Regions from separate parts of the Mus musculus genome. Here region 2 is linked to region 1. Evidence: chromatin contacts called from public HiChIP or PLAC-seq data. All regions are on one chromosome and are shown on one strand. The core of a region is the stretch at or near the end of the contact, and the rest is flanking DNA. Distances in the headings are between cores, read along the strand shown. Region 1 holds the start of Crlf3 (cytokine receptor-like factor 3). Region 2 overlaps Adap2 (ArfGAP with dual PH domains 2).

Region 1 (7,296 bases), core at 3,414-5,913:
ACTGACTTGGGGAAGGCTAATCCCACGCCCTCCTCTGGATCCTTGTAATCTGAGCTATTCCATGGCCAGTTGGCATCTGCCCTTGCTGCTTCTGGATTCTCTTCCTCTCCTGTCACTCTAGCCACAGGATGATTCACTCTTTAGAAATGTCCTCTGTTAGGTTGAAAATAGCAGGGCCTTCCAGGTGTGGTGGCACAGACCTTTAGACCCTGCAGACACAGGGCAATCTCTGAGTTCATGGCCAATCTGGTCTACAGAGTGAGTTCCAGGACAGCCAACATTATTAAGAAGGAAGGGAGGGAGGAAGAAAGAGAAAAAGAGACAACAGACAGAGAGACTGACAGACTCTGCCTCAAAATCAAGCAAACAAAAGCTGGGCCCAAGAGTGGTTAAAGGTGCTTGCTGACAAGACTGATAACCTAGATTTGGTTCCTTGGACTCACATGGTGGAAAGAGAAAAACTGACTTCTGTGAGTTTTCCTCTGATTTCTACAAATGGCACACATAGAATACATACATACATACATACATACATACATACATACATACAAAAGTAAACAAATAAGCAAGTAAATAAATGTAAAATAAAATTATAAAGTTCAAATAGCAATGCACTCCCTAACCTCATGGCTGGGCAGAAGAGTTTCTCAAGAATTCATTCAGGTGCCTTTTTTCTTCTTTCTTTCTCTCTCTCTCTCTCTCTTTCTTTCTTTCCCTGTGTGTATGTGTGTGTAGTGAAGATATCCTACATACAAATTTTTGCCTTCCATCCCTCCATCCCTATATTAAGAAAATAGGGGCTGGAGAGTTGACTCTGTAGTTAAGGGCACTGGCTGCTCTTCCAGACTGTGGTTCAATTCCCAGCAGCCACATGGCAGCTCACAGGCGTCTGTGACAACAGCAGCTCACAGGTGTCTGTGACAACAGTTCTAGGGGATCTGACACCTTCACACAGACGCGATTGCAGATAAAACACCAATGCACATAAAATACATTTTTTAAAAATTTAAAAGAAGAAAAGAAAAGTAGGAAGGAAGAACGGAAGGAAGGAAAGGAGGGAGGGAGGGAGGAAGGAAGGAAGGAAGGAAGGAAGGAAAGAAGGAAGGAAGGAAGGAAGGAAGGAAGGAAGGAAGGGAAGGAAATAAAACAATGTTGGCCAGATTTGGCATCTCACACCTGCAACCTCAAGAGGCAGTGGCAGGAAGATTGCCTCAAGTTCAGGACCAGCCTGGTCTGCATATTAAGTTCCAGGTCAGCCAAGGCTACAAGGCTTAGAAACAAAAATCCCAAACAGTTAAGTAGCCCTGGTTTTTACCAAGTTTATTGCCAACGCCCTACTATTCTCTTGGACTGTTTGACTAAATGTTCCCTTCTTTCTAACTGTCAGATCTCACTAATGGTCACCATCCTAATTCAAGCCTCTTTTATCATTATCATAATTATATTAATGCCATAGGTATTTTCTTATTTACCTTTTTCTTCATCATTCACATATATATACATACACATACACACACACACACACACACACACACACACACACACATATATATATATATATTCATTTTACTGAATAAACATTTTTGAGGATTAAGCATATGCCAAGCTCTTCATTATCTTAAGCTATATAAGGTGGATCCATGGCCTGCTTATCATTTCTTTCCCTAAGATATTGGTTTATAAATGACAGTGCACATGCCTCCCCCATGCCCTTCTGTGTTTGTATTTGCAGGGGCTAGACACTGAACCTAGAGCCTTGGACATACTAGGTGTGGTGGTTTGAATAAGAATGGCCCCCATAGGCTCAGATATTTCAGGGTTTACTTTCTAGTTTGTGGACTATTTGGGAAGGATTAGGAGGTGTGGCCTTGTTAGAGGAGGTGCGTCACAAAGGGGAGGGCTTTGTAATTTCAAAAGCTCACTCCAGGCCCAGTCTCACTCTCTGCCTGCAATTTATGGACCAGATATGAGTTCTCAGCAACTGTCCCAGTGCTATGCCAGCCTCCCTGTTGCCACAGTTCCCTGCCATGATGATCATGGACTAACCCTCTGAAAGTATAAGGAGGCCCTCAGTTAAATGCTTTCTTTTATAAGAGTTGCCTTAGTCGTGATGTCTCTATGGCAATAGAACAGTAGTTAAGACACTAAGCAAACACTCTACCTCTGAGCTACATTAGTAGCATAACTCTTGGCTGTTTGAAATATGATCTTAGTGGGTAGTTCAGACTGGCCTAGCATGCTATATATGTAGCCCAGGCTGGCCTCAATGGAGCCTGCTACTTCAGCAGTGTTCTGAGTGCTGGCATCACAGGCTTATGTCAACATGCCTGGCTAAGGTAGTGCTTATCCTGCACTCTGAGGCCCTTGCTCCCCCCCCCCCCCAAGATTCTCTCTGTAGACCAGGCTGGCCTTGAACCTGAGAAATCCACTTGCCTCTGCCTCCTGAGTGATGGGATCAAGGACATGTACCCTTACTGCCTGGCTGGCCCTTGATCATTAAAACATGATTTTTTTTTCTTAAAGATTTATTTATTTTATTTTTGTGAGTACACTGTTGCTGTTTTTCAGACACACCAGAAGAGGGAATCAGATCCCATTACAGATGGTTGTGAGCCACCATATGGTTGCTGGGAATTGAACTCAGGACCTCTGGAAGAGCAGTCAGTGCTCTTAACCGCTGAGCCATTTCTCCAGCCCCAAAACATGATTTTTATTTTATTTTATGAGTGTTTTGCCTGCATGTATGTATGTGCACTATGTGTATGCCTGGTACTCTCAAAAGCCAGAAAAGACGGTCAGATTCCCCATGACTGGAATCAGAGACAGTCCTGAGTTACCATGTCAGTGCTGGGAATCTAACCTGGCTCCCCAGGAGGAACAATCAAAGCTCTTAACCACTGAGGCATCTCTGTAGTTCCTTCCAAACTTTACCTGCAAATATAGTATTCTGTTCTATCTTTTCAGCAACTCTTGTCCATATATTTATTAGACTCTCCTCCTACTCCTATCCTTAAGTTTGTCTTTCCTACTTTGTCCTACTGTTTTCTACTCGCATGGTTAATGCCTTAATTCATTTAGCAGATACCAACTATTTACTAAGTATTAGGCTATGTTATCTTTAGGATAAAAACAGCTCTTCTGGCCACTCTCTCCATTTTTCTTTCAAAAGGGCTTCCTTCTATTTTCTTTACTTTCTTATTTTATTTATTCATTTTTTGTTTGTTTGTTTGTTTGAAGATTACGGTTTCTCTGTGTAGCCCTGGCCATTGTGGAACTCAGTCTTTAGGCCTCAAACTCAAAAGATTTACCTGTCACTGGCTGGGACTAAAGGGGTTTGTCACCACTGCCCAGCTGTTTTCCTTATTTTCAAGTATTCTTTTATTTCTTCTTCTCCTCTCTTCCTTCCCCTCCCCACTTTATTTATTTATTTATTTATTTATAGACCAGGCTGGCCTGGAACTCCCCCTCCCTACTTTTGAAAGTGTCTTTTTTTTTTTTCCAGACAGTGTTTTATATCACTCACGTTTCTCCCAGACTCACTACGTAACAACCAGATAACTGTTCTGAGTTCCAGATCTTCCCAAGAGCTGGGAGTAGAGGGTATGCCCCTATGTTTCGCCCATGTGGGAAGAACAGTCTGACCTGGAACATCTTCGATCTGGCCTCTAATACAGATCCATTGCATAATCCTGAGACAATCCTGTACCGTGTCTGATCCTGCTGAGGACAATTTACACACCTTGGGCTTATGGCTCATTTAAGGACTCAAATCCAACCAGTTTTAGTGTGGCTTTTCAGCAGATCACTTTTTACCGTTTTAATAGTTTGGGGGGAAAATTACAAAGACCATGTTGTGACACGTGAAAGTTATTATGCCATATCTAAAATTCTGTATTGAAAGGTTTATTTTTACATCCTTGTTGTCCAATCTGCCTTTTTTGCTCCCCATTCCAAGCAACCCTCCTTCCCCGGCCTCTCTTAGGGCTGAAACACAGGAGCAAGCGGCTCCTCTTGTTTTTACTATACATGGTCACACCCATTTACTTAATACAGCGAAACATACACTTTATCACATGCCAGCAGATATTTATCGGGAGGCCCTTACCGAAGAAAACGTGCCATCATTCGCCTTGGCCTTCTGCCAAGATTGCTGTACAGCTGGTCATCACTTGGGCCTCTCTCTCTCTTTCACCTCCCTCCTAAGAGTATCTAGGTAGTGGCGCCTGGGTCAAGTATCCTCCCAAAATTCCCGCCTCAGCTGGCATTTACTAGGAAGGTAGTACAGCGACGATTTAAGGCCCAGAGCTGTAGCCTCGGCCCTGGAGATCATGCACTGAGTTTAGGAGAGTAGATCCCCCCTCTGTGTCCCTCCACTTCCTCCACTGTGCAGGGCAGATAAGTAGTGCAGTAAGATAAGAAGTGGGAAGCACTTAGAGACGTGTTCACGTGTTTCTACTCTAGCCTCCACTTGTTTCCTGAGGAAGTGTCCAGGCGGGCGCAGCAAAGAGGCCGGAGGAGGAGCTGAGCAGACGGCGCAGCAGGTTTCACTCACTCAGACCAAGGCGCCATTAGTGCCTGTGTCCCCCCCACCCCCACCCCCCGGCGTCTGTCAATCAAGCGGCAGCGGGGGCGGGGCGTGAAGGACAGGGCAGGGCGGGGCGGCGCTTCCGCTGCGCGAGGCCGCTCGGGGTCGCTCGCGGGAGCTAGGCGCAGTCGGGAATCCGGCGGGCCGCGCGACCAGATGAAGGGCGCGATGGAGCCGGAGCCCGAGGTGCTGCTTCAGGAAGCCCGCGAGAACGTGGAGGCGGCGCAGAGCTACCGGCGGGAGCTGGGCCAGCGGCTGCAGGGGCTGCGGGAGGCGCAGAGGCAGGTCGGAGGGCCGCTGCGGGCCTTAGAGGGCGCGGGCCGGAGGGTGGGCGCGCGCGGCGGGGGCGCCCCGAGGCTCAGCAGAGGAAGTGGGTCGCAGACCTGTGGGAGACGTGACATGGGGAGGTGGGTCCTGCAGAGTTCTTCAAGGGAAAGATAAGTTTGGCGGACTGAGAAAGAGTTTGGGGAGCGCTCCTGAGCCGCCTCGCGGGGCACTTGGTGAGCGTAGGGGTGGTGTCCGAGGATGAACCACGGGAGCAAAACCCGAGGGATCGCAGAGTGAAGATCGGAAAAGAGAGTTGGGAGGAAGAGGGCATAGTCAGGGGAAACCTGCGACAGATAACTCGGTTTAGAAAGCCTGAGGGCACTGACCTGGGGACAGTAAAGGTGGAGACGAAGTAGAGGGAGAGGGAAGAAGTAAGGAGAAATGGAGAGGTTGAGCAGCAGTGACCTTAATGCCGAATGAATGGGGACGGGGGGGGGGGGGGGTTGTTATTTGAACATCTCACAAGATCCCGAACGCCTTGAACAACCTTTTAGAGTAATCTCTAGACAGGCTAGAACTGAAGGTGAAGGATGTTGAAGGGCAGAAGGAGCAAAACAAGATGTTTCAGGGAGGGTATACAAAGGTGAAGGGAAATGGAAAAACAGATTTTAAGAGAGGACTGGTAATAGAAGAGGCTAAATACACTTTCAAGTACTGCAGTTATCTCTCCACAAGGAAAGGTCGAACAGAGATAGCGGAAAGCCACATGGCTCCTCTCCACTCTCAAAGGTATACAGAAAAAGATATAAGCCCCTGCTAATGCTAGATAAGATAGATAATCCTCACATTACTATTAAGTGCTTTAGTTAATGCTTTTTGAGGAAATGGAAATTCATTAGAATTTCTCTAGGCCTAGTTTTGTAGGGTACCGTCACACTGGTAACTCCAGTGCTGCTGTGCCGAAGCAGAAAATGGTGAAGTAGTGCTGCGATAATCTTCGAATATTGTCATTGCTAATAATTTAAACCTCTCTAGAGCTGGTGTAGGCCAGGCATCAACAGTTGAGCTAGAACTAGGATCAGAATCCAGATACGACTTATGATTTAAACCTGATTTGGTGAATACTTTCAAGGTCTTCCAATGCAGACATCTGGATTTCCTTTGGAAAGAATCTGCATTATTCCTTCTGCTATTTTGAAATAAATGTTGAAAATCTAGGATTTAAAAAAAAAAGGTTTAAAATACCCTCTTTTATATAGTACTGCTTAGTCTGTGAATTTCATGTATGCATACAGTGTATTTTATCTTAGTCACCTCCCACACCACCCCCTCGAACATTTTTAAATTTTAATTTTTTAATTATTCATTTATTTTTTTTGAAACAGGGTTTCTCTGTGTAGCTCTGACCGTCCTGGAACTTGCTTTGTAGACGAGGCTGGCCTTGAACTCAAATATTTGCTAGCCTCCACCACTCAGGTTTTTTTTTTTCTTTTAAATTTATTTATTTTTTTATATATGAGCACACTGTTGATATCTTCAGACACACCAAAAGAGGGCATCAGATCCCATTACAGATGGTTGTGAGCCACCATGTGGTTGTTGGGAATTGAACTCAAAACCTCTGGAAGAGCAATCAGTGCCCTTAACCACTGAGCCATCTCCTTTTTTTTTAAAACAAACAAACAAACAAGATCTTGCTAAGTAGCCAAGGCTATCCTGGGACTCACCATGTAGCCAACCAAGGCTGGCAACAGCTGGAAATCCTCCAGCCTCAGCCTCTGGAGTACTGGGATAACAGGCATGTTTCCACCATTCTTGGCTAAAGTACCCTGTAATAAATGACTAATGTGTCAGCCAGTTCATATATCTTACACACGAGCATGGCTGTTGTTCAGCTCCCTCAGCAATTAAGAGGCATTAGGGTTGGCACTAGAAGAATGAGGTAAGCACTGGGTGTAGTACTTATTAATGTCTTGTGTGTGTGTTGAGTGCAGTTTTTGAGTGATTCCCACCCTAGATAGTTAGATGTTCATTTGCCAAACCTAGATGTATGATTATGGCTCCGTGATACTTGCCTAATCGATCTACAGCCCTGAAAAGGAAAGTTAAACTTATATTCTTTCATTTTACATTTACTTATTATTTCTTTATCCATTGTGTTGGTGATGGAATCCAGTGCTTTAGACTTACTGGGAAACTGCACTCACTACCTCTTGAACAGTTAAGTTTTGAATCCAATAATTTAAATTCAGAACATACTCTGATAATGAGTTTGGTTCACTGTGGTTTTCATTTGTTTTCTTTTTGAGAGCCCTCGTCTCCTGCTCGACACAGCGCATTCATCACAGTTTAGATTTTTGGTGACGGCGGTACTGCTTATGCTAAGTAATAGTGGTGTCAGTCTCCTCTTCAGCTGGAGTCTGTTTTGTTCCAGTTTCAAGTTA
Region 2 (7,296 bases), core at 3,295-5,794, 83 kb before region 1:
GGCAGAGGCAGGCAGATTTCTGAGTTCGAGGCCAGCCTGGTCTACAAAGTGAGTGCCAGGACAGCCAGGGCTACACAGAGAAACCCTGTCTCAAAAAAACAAAAACAAAAAACAAAACAAAACAAACAAACAAACACCCAAAAAACAAACAAACAAAAAACCCAACCAAGTCCCCAAGCAAACAAAAACCAATCTACAAAGCAGGTAAAAGCCATGAGAAAGGGCTGGAGAGATGGCTCAGTAGTTAAGAGCACTGACTGCTCTTCCAAAGGTCCTGAGTTCAAATCCCAGCAACCACATGGTGGCTCACAACCATCCGTAACAAGATCTGATGCCCTCTCCTGGTGTGTCTGAAGACAGCTACAGTGTACTTACATATAATAAATAAATAAATCTTAAAAAAAAAAAAAAGCCGTGAGAAAGGTGGGCATTAGGGAGCAGTCCAGAGTCACCTCCCCAGTTTGAGGAACCCTGGGAAAATCTCTTCCTCTAACTCCAGATAGCTGCTGCCCAAGGTTCTCTCACCAGCAGAATCATACTTACACATAAAATAAAAGGAAGAGATCTAATTTTAAAAAAGTGTCTTGGCCGGGTGGTAGTGGCACACTGACCCCAGCACTCCAGTAGCAGAGGCAGAGGCAGCCGGATCTCTGAGTTCGAGGCCAGCCTGGTCTACAAATTGAGTTCCAGGACAGCCAGGGCTATACAGAGAAACCCTGTTTTGATCCCTCCCACAAAAAAAAAAAAAAAAAAAAGTTGTTAAATGGATGCTGGACTGAGGAACTCTCTACTGTGTGACCTGAGTAAGGGACCTGATCTGTCCCTGTCCCTTGAATGTGGGGAGAAAGTATTTTCAGGGTTGTCAAACATTCAGACATGAAGGCTAACAGTCACCAAGAGCACGTCTGGCAAAGTTAAATGACCCCACAGTGTCAGCCAATGCTTCTCCGTGTGTACTTAGCATCTCTGCCTGTCCTGTCACCGACTCTGCTGAGCCAGTTCACTCTCACATTTATCCTTTGCTTGACTGTTCTCCTCCTACAGGCTGATCTCCCCGTCTTGCTATGAATCCTAATTCGGCTGCAAAACCATGATCCTCCTGCCTCAGTCTGCCAAGTGATGGGACTACAAAGTTATAATGTTTCCTAAACATTTTTGTGTGTCCTCATCACTCAAGACTCTGTGAAAGTTTCTAATTGAGCAGGTCTCGGGTGGACTGAGACTAGTTTTGCTTATTTATTTTGGGACTGGACAGATAGATGGCTCAGCAGTTAAGAGCACTGGCTGTTCTTCCAGAGGACCCAGCTTTAACTCCCAGGACCCACACTAATCTATAACTCCCATTCCAGGGGAGTCTGATACCATCTCCTGGCCTTGTGAGCACCATGCACGAATGCGATACACAAACACGATGCAGGCAAAACACCCCTATTCATAAAATCACGTATTTTCTTAAAAGGTATTTGTTTCTACTTAATGTGTTTTACCTGCAGGTATGTCTATGCACCAACTAAGCATCCTGCATACACAGAAACCAGAAGAGGGCACTGGAGGTCCTGGAACTGAAGTCATAAACTATTGTGTCGGTGCCGGGAACTGAACCCAGGTCCTCTGCAAGGGCAGCAGGGGTTGCACTGAGCCATTCCTCCAGGCTCACAAGATCTTAAGTCATAAGGATGCTCTTGGTCCAGTTTGACATGTGGAAGGAAGGATCCTGGCCCTGTCCATTGACCCTTCCTCCTCAATCACAAACTCTACCCTACCCATACCTGCCCTTTCTTGTTTGTTTGTTTTTGTTGTTATTGTTATCGTCGCACTATGTAATCCAGATTGTCCTGGACCTGAATCTATAGACCAGGCTGGCTTCAAACTCAGAGATCCACATGCCTCTGCCTACCTAATACTGGAGCCTGGTGTGTGCCACCATAGCCAGTGGATTTGCTGTATTTGGCTAAGGTCCCGGACCTCTACTAACTTTTCTCTCCCTGATGAGTGTGTACTGCTCAGATACATTCGCAGTACTTGTTAGGTTCATCTATATCCCATTCTGCCTCCCTCAGATCTCTGATTCAGAGTATAAAGTGGAAATAGATAAAGACACGCAGCAGCAGCAGCAGGAGCAGCAGCAGGAGCAGGAGCGGCAGCAGCTGAAGCAGTGTGGCGACAGTGGCAGCAGGTCTCCAGAAGCAGCTGAGTGCATGATAGATAAAGCTTGCAGTGGAGGTGATGAGCTGAGCCCATGGACCAGGCGCCATGCTGGAGGCTGCAGAAGTAACTTGAGTCATCTCACCTTCCCACTGTCATGATAAACAAACAGGTTCCTGGTGTGGCCCTCTTTCCTGTAGGTGATCTGCAGCCCGTGGGGATGTCCTATCTTCTCTGTCTGGAAGGTGGCGTTTAAGTCCTTGATGCTGATGACAGCCTTTGGGGCTTTACCCTAGAAGAGAGAAAGGATCCTCAAGATACCGATGGCAGCAGGTGCCTTCCTGCCAAGGGCTTCAGTACAAGCCAGCCCCTAATACATAACCCTGGGCTGCTCTGATAGCCCCTGAGCTGGAACGGGGCTGTTCACACATTTTAGCCACAGAACCTTTCCTGGAGCAAACCGAGCACTCGTGTGAAATAAATAGCCAGACATCAGCTCCTTGGAGGACACGTGGTGGGAGGACCAACAGATGCCCCTGCACCAGCAGGAGTCATACTGAACTCTTCTCTGGCTCATAAGTTTTAAAACACAAATTTAAGGGCTGGAGAGATGGCTGAGTGGTTAAGAGGTTAAGAGTGCCAATTGCTCTTCCAAAGGTCCTGAGTTCAAATCCCAGCAACCACATGGTGGCTCACAACCATCTGTAACAAAATCTGATGTCCTCTTCTGGAGTGTCTGAAGACAGCTACAGTGTGCTTACATATAATAAATAAATAAATATTTCAAAAAATAAACAAACAAACCCCACAAATTTAAATCCCAAGCCCTGGACCTTGAGCTTGCTAGACAAGTGCTTTACCACTAAGGGACACCTCCAGCTCCCTTTTTCTATTTATCTGTTTGTTTGTTTGTTTACTTACTTATTTATAACCTGTCACTAAGCTATACCCAAGTCCTTCTATTATTCTTGTATACGATTTTTTTTTTGCTAGAAAATGTTTAAAATTTTTACCTATAGTGTAATATTGCTACTGATATCCATTTTGGAAGCTTGTGATATTTATACTGTGTGTATGTCTGTGTACCTGAGTTTATATCTATGTGCACCATGTGTATACAATGCTCTCAGAAGACAGAAGAGGGCGTGAGATGCCCCGGAGTACAGGAGGTTGTGAGCCACCTAATGTGGGTGCTGGAAACCAAACTTGGGTTCTCTGGGAGAGCAACATGTGCTCTTAGCTGTTGAGCCATCTCTCTAAACCCTACTTCATCCCTCTTCATTGCTGAGCAGCAGTTAATTCTCACTTATATTATCATTTCCTTAGTTAATTGTAAGAGGAAATTTAGTTTTGTGGGTTTTCTTTTTTCTTTTTAGAATTGGGCTAAACTAAAGTTCTCTCTTCTCTTGTTTTGTTGCTGTTTTTGTTTTTGTTTTCAGACAGAGCTTCTCTGTGAACCCCTTGCTGTCCTGGAACTTGATCTGTAGACCAGGCTGGCCTCATACTCTCAGAGGTTTGCCTGCCTTGGCCCCCCGAGTGCTGGGATTACAGGCATGTGCCATCATGCGTGACTGCCCAGGTTAGTCTTTAACTCTTGGGCTGCAACTCCTCCTGCCTCAACCTCCAGAGAAATTGTGACTCTGTTTAGCTTAATTCTTTGCACAATCCAAAATTTTTACATAAAAATGAGTTACTTTCATAATTAAAAAAAATTCTATTTGGGGAAAAATATTTAAAAAAGAAAAAGAAAAAGAAAGAAAAGAAAAGACTCATATGGAGAGCAATCCTGTAATCTCAGCACACAGGAAACCCAGGCAGGACAACTGAGTTAGAGTTAATGGCCCACAGGGGCTACACAGCAGGACCCCATCTTGAAAGAAAATTGTGCAAAAGTGAAGACAGGCTGCTGTCACCCCCACTGCCTTTAAAACACAACATACTGGACTGGACTGAGACTGAAAATCAAATAACCTTTATCCAGCCAAGGAGGAGACCCTGTCATGGAGACCAAGTTACAGCCACCAGCCACCAGTGGGGTTTGGGCCCTGCCTGACCACAGGAAAGTTTCTCTTCCTCCCTTGGAAAAAGCAGTCAGGATTTAAAAGCATCTGGCCCCCACTTTCCCCCCTTACACTCTGCCCTCAGTCCAGGACATACCAGCTTGCCCTTCTAGAACTGTCTCCTCCTCTAGGAGAACATCAGGGAAACACACAGACCAAATGCCTCAAGGTCGAGCTACCGAGCTCAGAGCTCGTCCCTCTGCTGCTCCTTCACATTCAACTTTGTTAGCACTTTTCGGTTTTTTGTTTTTTTGTTTTCCCTCTGTTCTCTAACACTGGACCGCCCCAGGGCTCACTGTGGTAGCTGGCCTCCAAAGATACCCTCACCACTTCCTTCTCGCCCAGTCGTCCCCAGGAGGATGTAGAACTGTATCCCTCCCTGTAAGGAAGGCTGGATGCATGATTTGTCTTGACCCTGTAGCATAGAGTTCCTGGCCTGGCCTTTTGAAGGCTTGGCAATGTTGTTCTTTTATTTGTTTGTTTGGTTTGGTTTTGATTTATTTTTAGGTTTATCTTGTTTTATGTGTGGAACTGCTTTGCCTCCATGAAGGTATTGTGTGCTAGGTACATGCCTGATGCGTGGGAGTTCAGAGAAGGGAGTTGAGTCCCTTGGAACTTGAGTTAGGGGTGGTTCTGAGCCACGAGGTGGGTGTGGAGAACCACACCAGAGTCCTTGGCAAGAGCGACAAGTGCTCTTAACTGCTGAGCCATTTCTCCAGCCCTTGTTTAGACAGGGCTTGCTATATTGCCCAGGATGGCCTGAAAGTCACCATGCAGTCAGCCCAGGCTGGCCTGGAACTCACTGTGTCCATCAGGCTGGCCTGGAACTCATAGATACCCATGAGCTTCTATTTTGGGGGCATGGGGATTAAAGGCAGGTGGCACCAAGCAACACCCAGCAACAATCACTTTTGCATTGAAGCAAACAGCGTCTGTGCCTTAAAGAGGCTTGAGCCAGCTGTGCTAGGGATGATAGAGCGATGTCCAGCCTGCATCAAACCCTGGACTCAGTCCCTAGCATCATAAGAAGAAAAAATAGAACAAGTAGACTCCTGACTGACTGACCATGGGGTTCTCCAGGGCAGTGGGCAAGAGAGAGGGAGTTTACTTTTATTTTATTTGTTTAATATTTATTTATTTATTAAGCAAGGTCTCACCATACAGCCCTGGGTGTCCTGGAACTCACTATGTAGACCAGGCTAGCTTCAAACTCACAGAGTGTAGCCTGCTTCTGCCTCCCAAATGCTGGGATTAGTGTCACAAGTCATTTGCCCAGCCTCATTTAAATGAGTAAACCAAATACGTAAATATATCTCAATTAAAATTGTTTTTAGCCAGGTGTGGTGGCCCAGTCCTATAATCTGAGCACTCAGAGGGCTCTCTATGAGTTCAAGGCCATCCTGATTTAAGTAGTAAGTTCCAGACTAGTAAGGGTTACATAGTGAGACTTTGTGGCAAAAAGAAAAAGAAAAAAAAAAAAATTAGAGAACAACGACAATGTGAAATGGACCAAACTAAGCTGACTTTTGAGTGACCAAAGTGTGGCTGCTGGCGGGCTGGGTTGATGGTAGCCAAGGAGAAGTAGGAGAAAAATCATCCTTGCCAGGGCTGCTCCTGAGAGACACAGGCGGCCTGGCCTCTTACCTCCTCCTTGGTGTAGTACTTCAGGAGGCCTTCCCTCGACAGAAGGACAAACCGCCTTCTCAGGAACTGTGCGTTGTCCCGTCCTCGCTTCCACAGGAACCCTTCTCGGTTACCTTAACCACCAAGGGCAAGAAATGAGCCATGAAGTCAAATAAATAAGCTAACCTGAGGCTCAAGGGACTGAGTGTAGAAGAGCCTCTACCCACCGCTGGAATGTAGCCAGTCTGATCTGTCCCTCTCAGGTGCGGGACACAGGTCCTATCTGGGGCACTTTATATGATTTCAGTCTCCCCCCACTGTGCAAAACCCTTCTTCTTCATTTCTCCACGAGGTCCCACTGCTTCCTGAGAAGAAGGCAGGGGTAACGGGGCCTGGGATCCCAGGATTTAGGCTGAGGAAAGGGAGCAGTTATGAGTTCAATGCCAGACTTGGCTACATAGCAAGACCTTGTCACAGAAAAACAAAAAAACAAACAAAGAAAAAAAGTGTTAGGGAAATGGCCCAGCAGTTAAGAGCACTTGCTATTTTGCAAAGGATCCAGGTTCCATTCTCAACACACACATGGTGGCTCACAAACATCCATAGCTCCAATTCCAGAGGATCAGACACTCTCTTCTGACCTCTGAGGGCACCAGTATTACATGTGGTGCACATACATACTTTTGGGCTAAACAATCATGCACATAAAAATAAAGATTTTTTTAAATTTAATAAAAAAAAAACAGGGAAAGACAGAGAAGAGGGGAGGAGAGGGGAGGGGTAAAGAGAGGGGGGAAAAAGAAAGAAAGAAAGAAAAAATTCTTAAGAAGCCCAAGTATTGAGAGACAGGACTAACTCTGAAGGAGGGCCTGGGCTGGGGACTGTGACTCAGCTGGCAGAGTCTCTTATAGCACGCAAGGAGCTTTGGATTTAGCCCCCAGCATTGCATAAGGCCCGTACTGGTGGCTCTCATCCTAACATTCTGGAGGTAGAAGCAGGAGGAGCAGGAATTCAAGGTCATCCTTGGCTATACAGTGAGTTCATGAGTTCAAGGCCACCCCGAGATAGATGAGACCTTGCCTCAAAAGAATGAAGGGAATGTGTGGTAGTACAACCTTTGATCCCAGCACTCAGGAGGCAGAAACAGGTCTTTATGAGTTTAGGGCCAGCCTGGGATACATTAAGAGTTTCAATCAAGTCAGAGATATATAGTGAGGCTGTATGTATGTACGTATGTATGTATGTATGTATGTATGTATGTATATAGCCAACTTTGACATTGACATATGCCAAGTTTAAGAGTATAAGAGTGATCCTTCGGGCTGGAGAGATGGCTCAGAGGTTAAGAGTACTGACTACTCTTCCAGAGGTCCTGAGTTCAATTCCCAGAAACCACATGGTGGCTCACAACCATCTATAATGGGATCTGACGCCCTCTTCTGGTGTGTCTGAAGACCAGTGTACTTAT

Evidence for each region. HiChIP or PLAC-seq counts read pairs in DNA pulled down with a chosen protein or histone mark.
Region 2: a contact with region 1 is called in an H3K4me3 HiChIP or PLAC-seq map of bone marrow-derived macrophages, with 3 times the contacts expected there. The contact joins the enhancer-like site here to the promoter of Crlf3 in region 1. A contact is called at or near these places in 7 of 39 promoter capture datasets (the C10 cell line, the HPC-7 cell line, liver and 3 more), 1 of 15 datasets of contacts at CTCF or cohesin (the NIH/3T3 cell line), 12 of 484 Hi-C or Micro-C datasets (Th1 cells, bone marrow-derived macrophages, conventional dendritic cells and 7 more), 14 of 115 datasets of contacts at active chromatin or transcription factors (the HPC-7 cell line, the SCID.adh cell line, bone marrow-derived macrophages and 3 more) and 4 of 9 other capture datasets (adipose tissue, liver, macrophages and 1 more).

Annotation. Positions count from the first base shown.
Region 1 is chr11:80,078,358-80,085,653 of GRCm38.p6, reverse strand. It overlaps Crlf3 (cytokine receptor-like factor 3), which reads left to right and starts at 4,663. Exons shown (of 8, transcript NM_018776.2): 1 at 4,663-4,870. The coding sequence starts at 4,742.
Region 2 is chr11:80,160,814-80,168,109 of GRCm38.p6, reverse strand. It overlaps Adap2 (ArfGAP with dual PH domains 2), which reads right to left. Exons shown (of 11, transcript NM_172133.1): 5 at 5,850-5,962; 6 at 2,291-2,437. Among named protein-coding and RNA genes, the nearest start is that of Adap2, 10 kb to the right of the region's middle. Within about 2 kb of position 4,544, at least 27 of the 459 cell types and tissues checked have an H3K27ac peak or open chromatin away from gene starts, as enhancers often do. A contact at or near this core is called in the HPC-7 cell line, adipose tissue, bone marrow-derived macrophages and 2 more, where this site is marked.